Linked DNA regions of Mus musculus: all the other regions are linked to region 1. The links are chromatin contacts, called in public Hi-C and HiChIP or PLAC-seq maps. All regions are on one chromosome and are shown on one strand. The core of a region is the stretch at or near the end of the contact, and the rest is flanking DNA. Distances in the headings are between cores, read along the strand shown. Region 1 holds the start of Chst7 (carbohydrate (N-acetylglucosamino) sulfotransferase 7). Region 2 holds the start of Rp2 (retinitis pigmentosa 2 homolog). Region 3 has its middle 29 kb from the start of Rp2.

Region 1 (3,130 bases), core at 397-2,896:
ACTTTACCTGAATACGCCCCGGGGCAGGGTTCAGGGATCAGGGTATTACACAGCCCAATTGGCCTTGGTCTCCAGTGGTGTCTCCCCTTCCCTGACGGTCTTCCTGTCGCGTTCGTCCCCACTTCGAGGGTAGGCAAGCAGACGCATGGCAGGGGCGCAGGCGGTTTCCACTTGGCGCACCTGCTCTTGGCTCAGACGTTCGCGCCAGGCGTGCACAGCCTCTCGGGCGTCCCGCGCAGACAAGTGGAAGGGACGATCGGCGCCGTAGGCCGAGCCCCGCGTCATATTGAATGCGAAGGCATCAAGCGCGGCGAGTGTCCGCAACCCAGAGAAGCGCAGCAGGCGGCGCAGCTGGGCTTGGGGCTGCCACACCAGGTCCTCATAACGCAGCCGCAGGTAGCGACGCCTCAGCCAGGCGGGCGCGCCGCGGGTGAATAGCAGGTCGCGAAGCCACGCTTCACAGATCACCTCAAGCGCGCTGGTTAAGAAGAAATCAGCGCGTGGCGCCGAGGGCAGAGCCCGGGCCTGGCCTCCCGGACGGGCATCCACTCCATGCGCCAGCAGCACCCGGTGGAAGTGGTCGCCCCTCTGGCGCGTGCGCAGCACCTGGATGCTTTCGCGCAGCAGTCCCTGCCTCGACTTGAGGCGCGAGTTGTGCACGGCCCGAGGGTCTCGGAAGAGTTGCACCACCTTTAGGTTGAGGCCTGGGTCACGCAGCAGAGGGACCAGCACTCCCAGGTCCAGTAGCCGCACGTCTTTGATGACCACCACCGGGTACTTGCGGCACTCGGCCTCCAGGGCGCGGAGCGAAACGGGCGGGCAGGTACTTTCGCAGGCTTTGTCCTCGACGAGTCCCACGTCCGCGCGTGCCCGGGGCGCGGCGGGGCACAGAGGCGGCGAGCAGATGACCTTGTTGGTCCGCCAGCGGAAAAGCATGGCCGTGGTGAGGTTGGCCGAGTCCGGTGCTCGCTCCCCAGGGTCCCCAGGCTGCGCGTACAGGCGCAGCACAGAGAAATCACAGCGGAAGAGGGAGCGCAGCATGTCTCTTAGTGCGCCCTGCAGGCTCTCCGCGTCGCCCGGATACAGTGCCTGCCACAGATGCCACATGGGCTCGTACAAGTAGAAAACGTCCGGGTGCTGGTTGAAGAGTTCGCCCAAGAAGGACGAGCCGGTGCGCCAGGTGGCATGCACATAGATGTGTTGCTTTTCCTGGGTCACCGCCTCACCGACGGCGCTGAGGTTGCCGGGGGACCCGGGGGATCGATCCGGGTTTCCTTCGGCCAGGGACCGCACCTCAGCGCCCTGCTCACGTTCCCCGGCCGCCGCCGCCTCCAGGCTCCACACACCCAAGCTGCGCTGCAGGCCGGGGCAGTTCCTGCCCTTGTCCTGCTCGCTGTGGCTGTCCAGTACAGAGGGGACAAGAAGTAGCAAAAGCGTGTACAGCGCCAAGAGCAGCGTGAACTTGCAATACTCTCGGCGCCGCCGCCGCCGGCCCTTCATAGTTCACCGAATCCTCACTCTCCCCACCCAGAGCAGAGTAGGCGCCTGCTGGTTCTGTCCAGAAAACCCAGCCCAAAGTCCTCGGCTCCGGCCTCTTCGGGTCTCCCTCAATGTTGGGTGGAGCGGAGTGGAGCAGCCGGGCGGTGTATCCACTACAGGAAACTTGGGAGGCAGTGGTGGCGGCACACTCAGCCTCCTTCTTGGCTCAGCCTCTTGAGAGCGCTCATTGGCCGGTTCAGCAGCTGCAGGCCCTGCCCATGGTACCCGAAACTTCTCCCCGCCCACTTACGCTCTGCTCCTGGGTTTGCTCAACGCCGGGCTAGAGCTGGACAGGGCTGCCACAGGGCAGGGACACCCTCTGGGGTGCACTGAGTGTACTCCACCTTTCCCTAACTCCTTCAAAACGAATTTAAGTTTGCTAACCAACCAACTTCAGGCAAGGGAGAGTCACAATGTGTACAGAAGGCATCCAGTGACTGGACATGATTCCCCACCTGGAGAATGACACTTTTTTTCTTCCTGTTTTGGTCCCAGCAGAATCCAGAAGAGGGCACTGGATCACCAGAAACAAGAGTTGCAGATGGGTGTAATCAGAGCTATAGGTGTTTCAAACCAAACTTGGGTCTCCAGTAAGTGGTCTTAATCACTGAACTAATTCTCCAGCCCTTCTCTTGTATTCCTTATATATGAAAACTATTTATTTTGTATTTGTCAATCATTGTTTCTTGCCCACAATTCTCACACTTTCCAGCCACTTGTATATATATTCTTTATTTCTGATCCACCTTGCCCACTCCCTTTACATTTTTCTCAAATCTTCGTGTTCATCTAAAAGACTATGGGCAATTCTCTCTCTCTCTCTCTCTCTCTCAAATTATATTCGTGTGTGTGTGTGTGTGTGTGTGTGTGTGTGTGTGCGTGCGTGCCTGTGTGCCTGTGTGTGCACATGTATGGAGGTCAGAGGACAACATGAGGGAGTTGGTTCTCTTCTCTCATCTTGCATGTCCTGGAGACTGGCGATTGAACTCAGGTTGCTAGGATCAGCTCTAGGCAAGTGCTCTCACTGAGCCATCTTACTGGTCCTGTGCCATTATTTTAATAACACTCATGGCAATAAACTAAACTTCCTTGCCTTCTGTCATTCATTACTCCCCTAGAAAAGCCATTCTTTCCCAAACCCACAAACACAATTGCAAAACATTCCATAAAGGACATGTTTACACCAAGAGAAATTTAACACCATTAACCTCAGACATCCTGTCAATTCCAAATCTCAAGCCTCTAGGACTATTCAAAATTCTCTGCTCTTCTCCAACCAGGGGTACCACTGCACTCCTTTCCCAACAGTGTCATTACTTGCTACTTTTTTGTCAGAAGAAACCATGTTGAACCTCTTCATTTTCCATCAGTAACATTCACTCACTTATGTATTAATCTCCTTTGTAGCAAGGATACTATTTTGCAACATAAAATTAATAGCTTCCATTATATTTTTCCTTTTCCCTTTTTAAGCAAAAAAGGTTGCTCTGGGCTCACTTGGGGAGAAATATATGGCTGAGCAGAATGTAAATAACTTCTGTTGTTAGTTATAAAAACCTCAAGCCCAGTAATGGAGACAATAAAATTACAA
Region 2 (3,130 bases), core at 169-2,668, 300 kb before region 1:
GATTTGAAATGATGCAGGATGATTTGTCATACCAAACAAGGATGCAGGATGACTGGTTATAACAAAACAAGACTTTAGTACTTCTGGTCAAAGTTGTTGCATTAAGCAATAGTTAACTGTTCATGACACCCATTTAAAAGAACAAGCGTTCTTATTTTGTTTGAGAAACTATAATAATTGATGTCTATTAAGTGTTTTACAAAGCAACTACACTAAGAAGAAAAGAAGAACTTTGTAGAAAGAGGAACCATTGTGAAATGTATGCCTAAGTAAGTGTGTTTTGTGCAAGATTAGGAGACTTTTTCAAACCTTTTGAGATATATATATATATATATATATATATATATATATATATATATATATATATATATATATATATATATATATATATATATATATACACACACACATATGTATATATGTGTGTGTGTATGTGTGTGTGTACATATATATATATATGGCATTTTCGTTCATATAAAGCTGCAATAATAAACTACTTCCTGGTTTGTGTTGGGTACTTTCACCTTACACAATACACTCCAAGACTGCCTCAATTTTCATTATTCTTTTCTGATAAATGGAAGACGAGAATAAAGGTAGACATGAAACAGTCCATTTAATAACTGAGTAACACCAAGAGGCACCAAAAGCGATTTTCAGAGGAGAGCAGACAAAAGAGTAACAGCTTGGGAATACAAACCGCAGAAAAGATGAGAACCAGTCTTGCGTGTGTAATTCGACCACTGGACCAAACCCCTTTGGCCAACGCTGGTGAAATGAGCTGATTGGAGATTCAGCACCTTCCTGGCTCTTTCCCTCCCTGGAGTCCTTTCTAGAATCCGGAGTCGGGGTGCAGAGCCTACAGAGAGGCCCTGGGAGTCTAGTTAGGCTGACCACTAACTCTATGCCTCCTTTGGGCCCTTCACATCCCGCCCCCAAAGTCGTGCGACTTCAGCTGCCTGTGCGCGCCAGTGAAAGCCAGTTGTGGGCCACCCGCCAAACTGCCCGCTTTCATCTGCTGCAAAGGGCAGCCGAGGAGGGCCCAAAGCAAGGGATCCCCAAAACATCACCTTCTCCCGCTGGTCCCAGCTGTACAGCTTGGGCTGCTCCTCCTCTCCCTCAGCCTTTTCACTCTTCCTCCTCTTAGTGAAGCAGCAGCCCATGGTGCGGCCTAAGGGTCTTGGTAGTGGACCCCACTCGCTCAGACACCTTTCAGAGGGTGGCGGGAAGCCAGGGTGACTCGGCCAACAGCTCCCCGGACACCGCCCAGGGGAGCAGCCCCGCCGCCAGGAACCCTCAGCACTCCCGCCAGGCCCAACACCCTTCTCCGCCCAACCCCCTAGGTCTCCGTGACGACCTATGGCAACCAATAAGCGGGCAGCAGCCTCTGAGCCAATCAATGCCTCGCAAGCTGCTCTGCTCCTATGAGCTCAGGCCAAAGTATTCATTCACCAATCCTACGTCAGCGGGGGGCTGGCCAGCTCAGGTGCTCTCACCGAGGGCCCCGTCCCCAGGTCGGTCCTACTCCACCCCCAGCTTCTCCCCTCTAGTGAACTAGGCTGGGCTAGCTGGCTGCTGTTTGATTGGGCTGAGTACCTTTTCCTGACCCGGTGCTCAAATTTCGAAAGTTTCCAAAATTTAAGCTCTGGAGGGGATGCCATACAGAGTAGTGGACTTGTTTTATGACAAAAATTGCTAGGGAAAAAAATCTTGCTGATTTTGTAAAACAAATTTGTGTCCTTCACTCCTCCCTTTCAGTACCTTTCTAGGGAACCCACAAGCTTCTGGTCGAACTGTTCATGTCTGGTGTCTGTAGAGGTCAGGAGAGGGCTCAAATCTCCTGGTTACTAATAGTTGTAAGCCATCAAGCAAGTGCTAGGGAGCGAACCTGGATCCTCTGCAAGAGGAGCAAATGATCTTAAACACTGAGCCATCTCTCCAATCCTTTGAGGGATGTCTAAAAGCTTCCACTTATCTCTCCAAAATTGGACAAGTATTTAGGATAAAAACCTAGTATTGTCTCCTTACTAGAACAGTGAATCTGGGAGCAAAAGGATATTACAAAAAGGCATGTACCTTTGAATCTCTCAGCTTATGCATCCAATGACAGAAGCACATATAACCTTTTTCCAATCTCTTCCAAAAGACAGTAGTCCAACTATAGAGGGTAAGAGAGGCATGTTGACTCACCACAAAGGAGCTTTAGGAACTCAAGCAGTGCAAAGTCTAATAGAGGATATAAACCCTATCATATAAACAACCTGATCTGTTCAAAGCAAATGGTACAAAGTTCGCGTGAAAACATAAAAATATACACAATCATTAACATTTGTTGTATTTGGGTGGACTTTGAGTACAATGCCCATGTATTGCTTTCATAATAAGTTGATTTCTCTGAGATACAGTATTAAAACATCATGATAAGACATCAAATGCAGACTAGCACTTTCAAATTTGTTTATCTTTTTACTTGACCATACCTATCACATTTAATGTAGATTCTAAAAGAGCCTCTGACTCAATTTGGGCATTAAGATTGTTCCTCCTTTCACTTCCTGCCCTTTTTGTACAACCAGGAAGAAGGGTACAGTGCTTAAGAATTATAAATGACCTGAAAGTTAAGCTCCAGGTCTTGGACAATAAAAGCTGTGCATTACTGCCTTTTTCTTCAGTCAGATCAAAGTTCTATGTGAGGATAGTTTTGTATTAGAGCCCTGCTGCTAATTTATATTCATAGAATAGCAAAAGTTTGATCACTGCAGAGTGCAGAATAAGAAGCTGAAATCCAGGGATGAATCTGTGGTCACAATGAATGGAATTGAGCAAGAACTAGAAAAATTCAGATCCTCTGTCCCTCATGGATCATGTTCTTCATAAAGACACAACTCAATAAAACTAATTTTAGAGAAAGAATTTCTAAAACTCATTGCTTTGAGCACACCCTTTTAAAATTATTTGTTTATTTTATGTATGTGTGTACACTGTCACTCTCTTCAGACACAGCAGAAAAGGGCATCAGAGCCCATTACAGATGGTTGTGAACCACCATGTGGTTGCTGGGAATTGAGCTCAGGACCTCTGGGAGAGCAGCCAGTGCTCTTAACTGCTGATCCATCTCTCCAGCCCTAAC
Region 3 (3,130 bases), core at 331-2,830, 280 kb before region 1:
TGAATAACATTTAAAATGTAAATAAAGAAAATATCCAATACAAATAAAAACAAAGCAAAAGAACAACAAAGACATTCACCTGACATTGCATGGGTTGATTTGCCTGTTTTTTTCCATATGCAAGTACTAAACATATGCTGATGTTTTTGTGGTGCTGGGATGCAACCTCATACATGCTAAGCAAGGGCTGTCACTTTGACCTGTTTCTTTTGGCCTGTGTGGTAGCACAGTAAATCTTAATGGGAGTGCATGGTAGATGGTGACTGAGAAGCAAAATAGACGCACAAGAGGTGGCTGGAATCTCTTTCATAGGCACACCCACAATGACCTAACTTCCTCTGAGAAAGCCACATTCCTTAAAGGTTCTACCGTGCCCTAAGAGCACCACAGACTGTTGACCATGCCTTTAATAAATGGCTTATAGGGGACATTACAAATCCAAACCATAATATCTTCAAGTCCCCAAATCTATTTTTTTTCTGAGACAGGGTTTATCTGTGTCCTGGAACTCACTCTGTAGACCAGTCTGGCCTTGAACTCAGAAATCGAACTCAGGCCTGCCTCTGCCTCCCAAGTGCTGGGATTAAAGGCATGTGCCACCACTGCCCTGCCTCAAATCTATTTTTTAAAAATAAGGTTTCACTATGTAGTCCTTGCTGGCCTGGAATTTGCTATGTAAATCAAGCTGGCCTCAGCTACTGAGAGTGGTGTCACCCATGGGTGTGTGATCAGAAAGCAGGCTGAACAAAGCCATGGGAAACATGTTAGTAAGCAGCACCCCTCCATGGCCTTTGCTTCAGTTCCTGCCTCTAGGTACCTCACCCTCTTGAGTTCCTGCCTTGGTTTCCCTGAGAATGGACTGTGACTGGTGCCTGCGAGCCCAATAAACCCTCTTTTCCTCTCCAAGTTGTTATTGGTCATGGTCTTTATCATAGCAAAAGAAATCAAACTAGGAAGATTATTCATCTGGACTATAACATGACTGCTCTCAGAAAGCTTTTGAGAAGTAATGTATATAGTGAGACCCTTACCATTTTGCAAATTGAAGTGTCCAAGTACAGAGTGGATTTTTTTTTCTTTATCTTCTGCCAAGTCTGATGAGAATCTCTGTGACTCACACATGGGTTTTCTAAAAGATCTTCTTTTAAAAACAGGAGAGTGAAGATATTGTAAGGAAAAATTTAATTACACAGTGGAATGTCACATTCTGTAATGGAAATGTCACTAAGGTCAGAAGCATTAAAATGAGAAGGATTTCCTTTGAATAGAAAACAATCCCATTGGTGTTTGTGGCCAGCAGGTGGCAGGAGGGAGCCATATCAGAGGAATTTAAAGCTCCAAGCCTGGCTGTAACCTGGGGCTGTGGGCTTAAGAACCAGTATCTGGAAGGTTGATAGAGAATATAGTTCGTTTCTTGGCAAGAATAAAAACGACAGGGTCCTTTAGAAGCTTAGAATGAGAGCTCAATGTGTAAAACCAAGGGCTCAGGAGTTGGAGTGATTGGCAGGTAGCAGGGGTGTGTGGAAGATTAAGCTGGGAAGGGTGTTAGAAGAGTGAAGCCATGCCCAAGGCAAGGAGGAAGGCACAGGACAAGGAGAGAAGGTGGGGCTTATGTTGTGACACTCAAATAACAGTACAGAGTAGGAAGTAGATCAGAAGGGGTGGAGGCCATTGCTTTCTGGATGGGTTGCTGGTGGCACTGATTTTTAAAGTCTAAGGATAAGTGAAAGTGACATAAATGTCCATGAACATTTGCTCATATGCATAATATGTAGTATATTCATATAATGATACTTTAGTTGCCTTAATGGGGAAGGGAATTCTGGACACTTGCTATAACATGCATGTATGCTGAAGATAGTATCTTTTTAATTAGTTATTTTATTTATTAATATCCCAAATGTTACCCCCATCCTATCCCCCCTCCCCTTCACCTCTGATAGAGTCCCCCCGCCCCCCCCCCCCCCCCGTATCCTCCTATCCTGGTGCATCAAGTCCCTACAGGATTAAGCGCATCCTCTCCCACTGAGGCCAGACAAGGCAATCTTCTGCTACATATAAGTGTGTGGGGGAGGGAGGTTGGTGGCTCAGAACGGCATGTGTATGTTCTTTGGTTTGTGGCTCAGTCTCTGTGAGCTCCCAGGGGTCCAGGTTAGTTGACACTGTTGGTCTTCCTGTGGAGTTGCCATCCACTTTAAGGCTTTCAATCTTTCCCCTAACCCTTCCAATAGGGGCCCTGACCTCTGTATAATACTTGGCTGTGAGTACCTGTATTTCTGTCAGTCAGCTGTTGGTAGAGCCTCTCAGAGGATAGGCATGCTAGAGTAGTTAAATTCGTAGAGAAAAAGATAGAATTGTGGTTGATGGTGATTATAGGGCAGGAGAATGGGAAATTAATTTTAAGTAAGTGCAGAATATGTGGGTTTTTTATGATCAAAAAGTTCTAGAGATGGATGATGGTGATAGTTGCACAATCATGTGAATATATTCAATATGACTCAACTCTGTAGTTAAATGCTCATCACTATGAACGCTATGCCAGACACATTTCTCCAATATTTAGGGATTTTTTTCCTAAGTATATTGCATCTGTTCTGTTCGTTAAGGCAGTATAAGCCATTCTAGGGAATGTGTTGGTACAGGATATGAGTCCAAGTTAGGATAAAACTAATAGAAATACCTCACATTTGGATGGTACATTGCAATTTACATAGCTCCCTTGTGGAAATTCATTACCTTTTGAGATTCTCTTAACTAGCGTATGGAATGAAAGGGTTGTCTGTGGTAGAGGTGGATAAAGTATGTGAAGACTTGGTAGAAAGGTGGGAGGTGCCTGGGATAACAAGGGCAGATGCTGGGTGGCTGGAAGAGAAAAGGATGAACCTGGGGCTCATCATCTACTTGATCCATTTGTTTCCCCTTGGAAGTGGTAGGTAGCTCTCAATTTTTTTTTTTTTTTACTGTTTTGGGCCCCATCTTTATTAACTTTCATTCAAATAAGCAATATTGTCTTATAATGAAAGGCTCCCCTCTTTAAAATCTGACCCTGTCCCTTTCTAATTACATGAGTGTAGGCAGTTACTTCTGTTCCCTGTCTTTAGCTTTCTATCTGAGGATAACAGTTCCTGTC

The links. A called contact is a pair of places that touch in the nucleus more often than the background predicts. HiChIP or PLAC-seq counts read pairs in DNA pulled down with a chosen protein or histone mark.
Region 2: an H3K4me3 HiChIP or PLAC-seq map of neural progenitor cells shows a contact between it and region 1, with 6 times the contacts expected there. The contact joins the promoter of Rp2 here to the promoter of Chst7 in region 1. A contact is called at or near these places in 15 of 39 promoter capture datasets (the 3T3-L1 cell line, the C10 cell line, cranial neural crest and 8 more), 1 of 484 Hi-C or Micro-C datasets (cortical neurons), 7 of 115 datasets of contacts at active chromatin or transcription factors (astrocytes, bone marrow-derived macrophages, cardiomyocytes and 4 more) and 2 of 9 other capture datasets (liver and macrophages).
Region 3: a Hi-C map of the CH12 cell line shows a contact between it and region 1, with 4 times the contacts expected there. The contact joins the enhancer-like site here to the promoter of Chst7 in region 1. A contact is called at or near these places in 8 of 39 promoter capture datasets (3T3-L1-derived adipocytes, the C10 cell line, embryonic stem cells and 2 more), 1 of 15 datasets of contacts at CTCF or cohesin (large pre-B cells), 7 of 484 Hi-C or Micro-C datasets (the CH12 cell line, bone marrow-derived macrophages, cerebellum and 3 more), 8 of 115 datasets of contacts at active chromatin or transcription factors (bone marrow-derived dendritic cells, bone marrow-derived macrophages, embryonic forebrain and 3 more) and 2 of 9 other capture datasets (embryonic stem cells and macrophages).

Annotation. Positions count from the first base shown.
Region 1 is chrX:20,058,086-20,061,215 of GRCm38.p6, reverse strand. Chst7 (carbohydrate (N-acetylglucosamino) sulfotransferase 7) reads right to left here and starts at 1,646. Exons shown (of 2, transcript NM_021715.1): 1 at 8-1,646. The coding sequence starts at 1,500. The coding sequence ends at 46.
Region 2 is chrX:20,362,769-20,365,898 of GRCm38.p6, reverse strand. It overlaps Rp2 (retinitis pigmentosa 2 homolog), which reads right to left and starts at 1,418. Exons shown (of 5, transcript NM_133669.5): 1 at 1,071-1,418. The coding sequence starts at 1,163.
Region 3 is chrX:20,334,106-20,337,235 of GRCm38.p6, reverse strand. No RefSeq gene overlaps it. Among named protein-coding and RNA genes, the nearest start is that of Rp2, 29 kb to the left of the region's middle. Within about 2 kb of position 1,580, at least 1 of the 459 cell types and tissues checked has an H3K27ac peak or open chromatin away from gene starts, as enhancers often do. A contact at or near this core is called in the CH12 cell line, where this site is marked.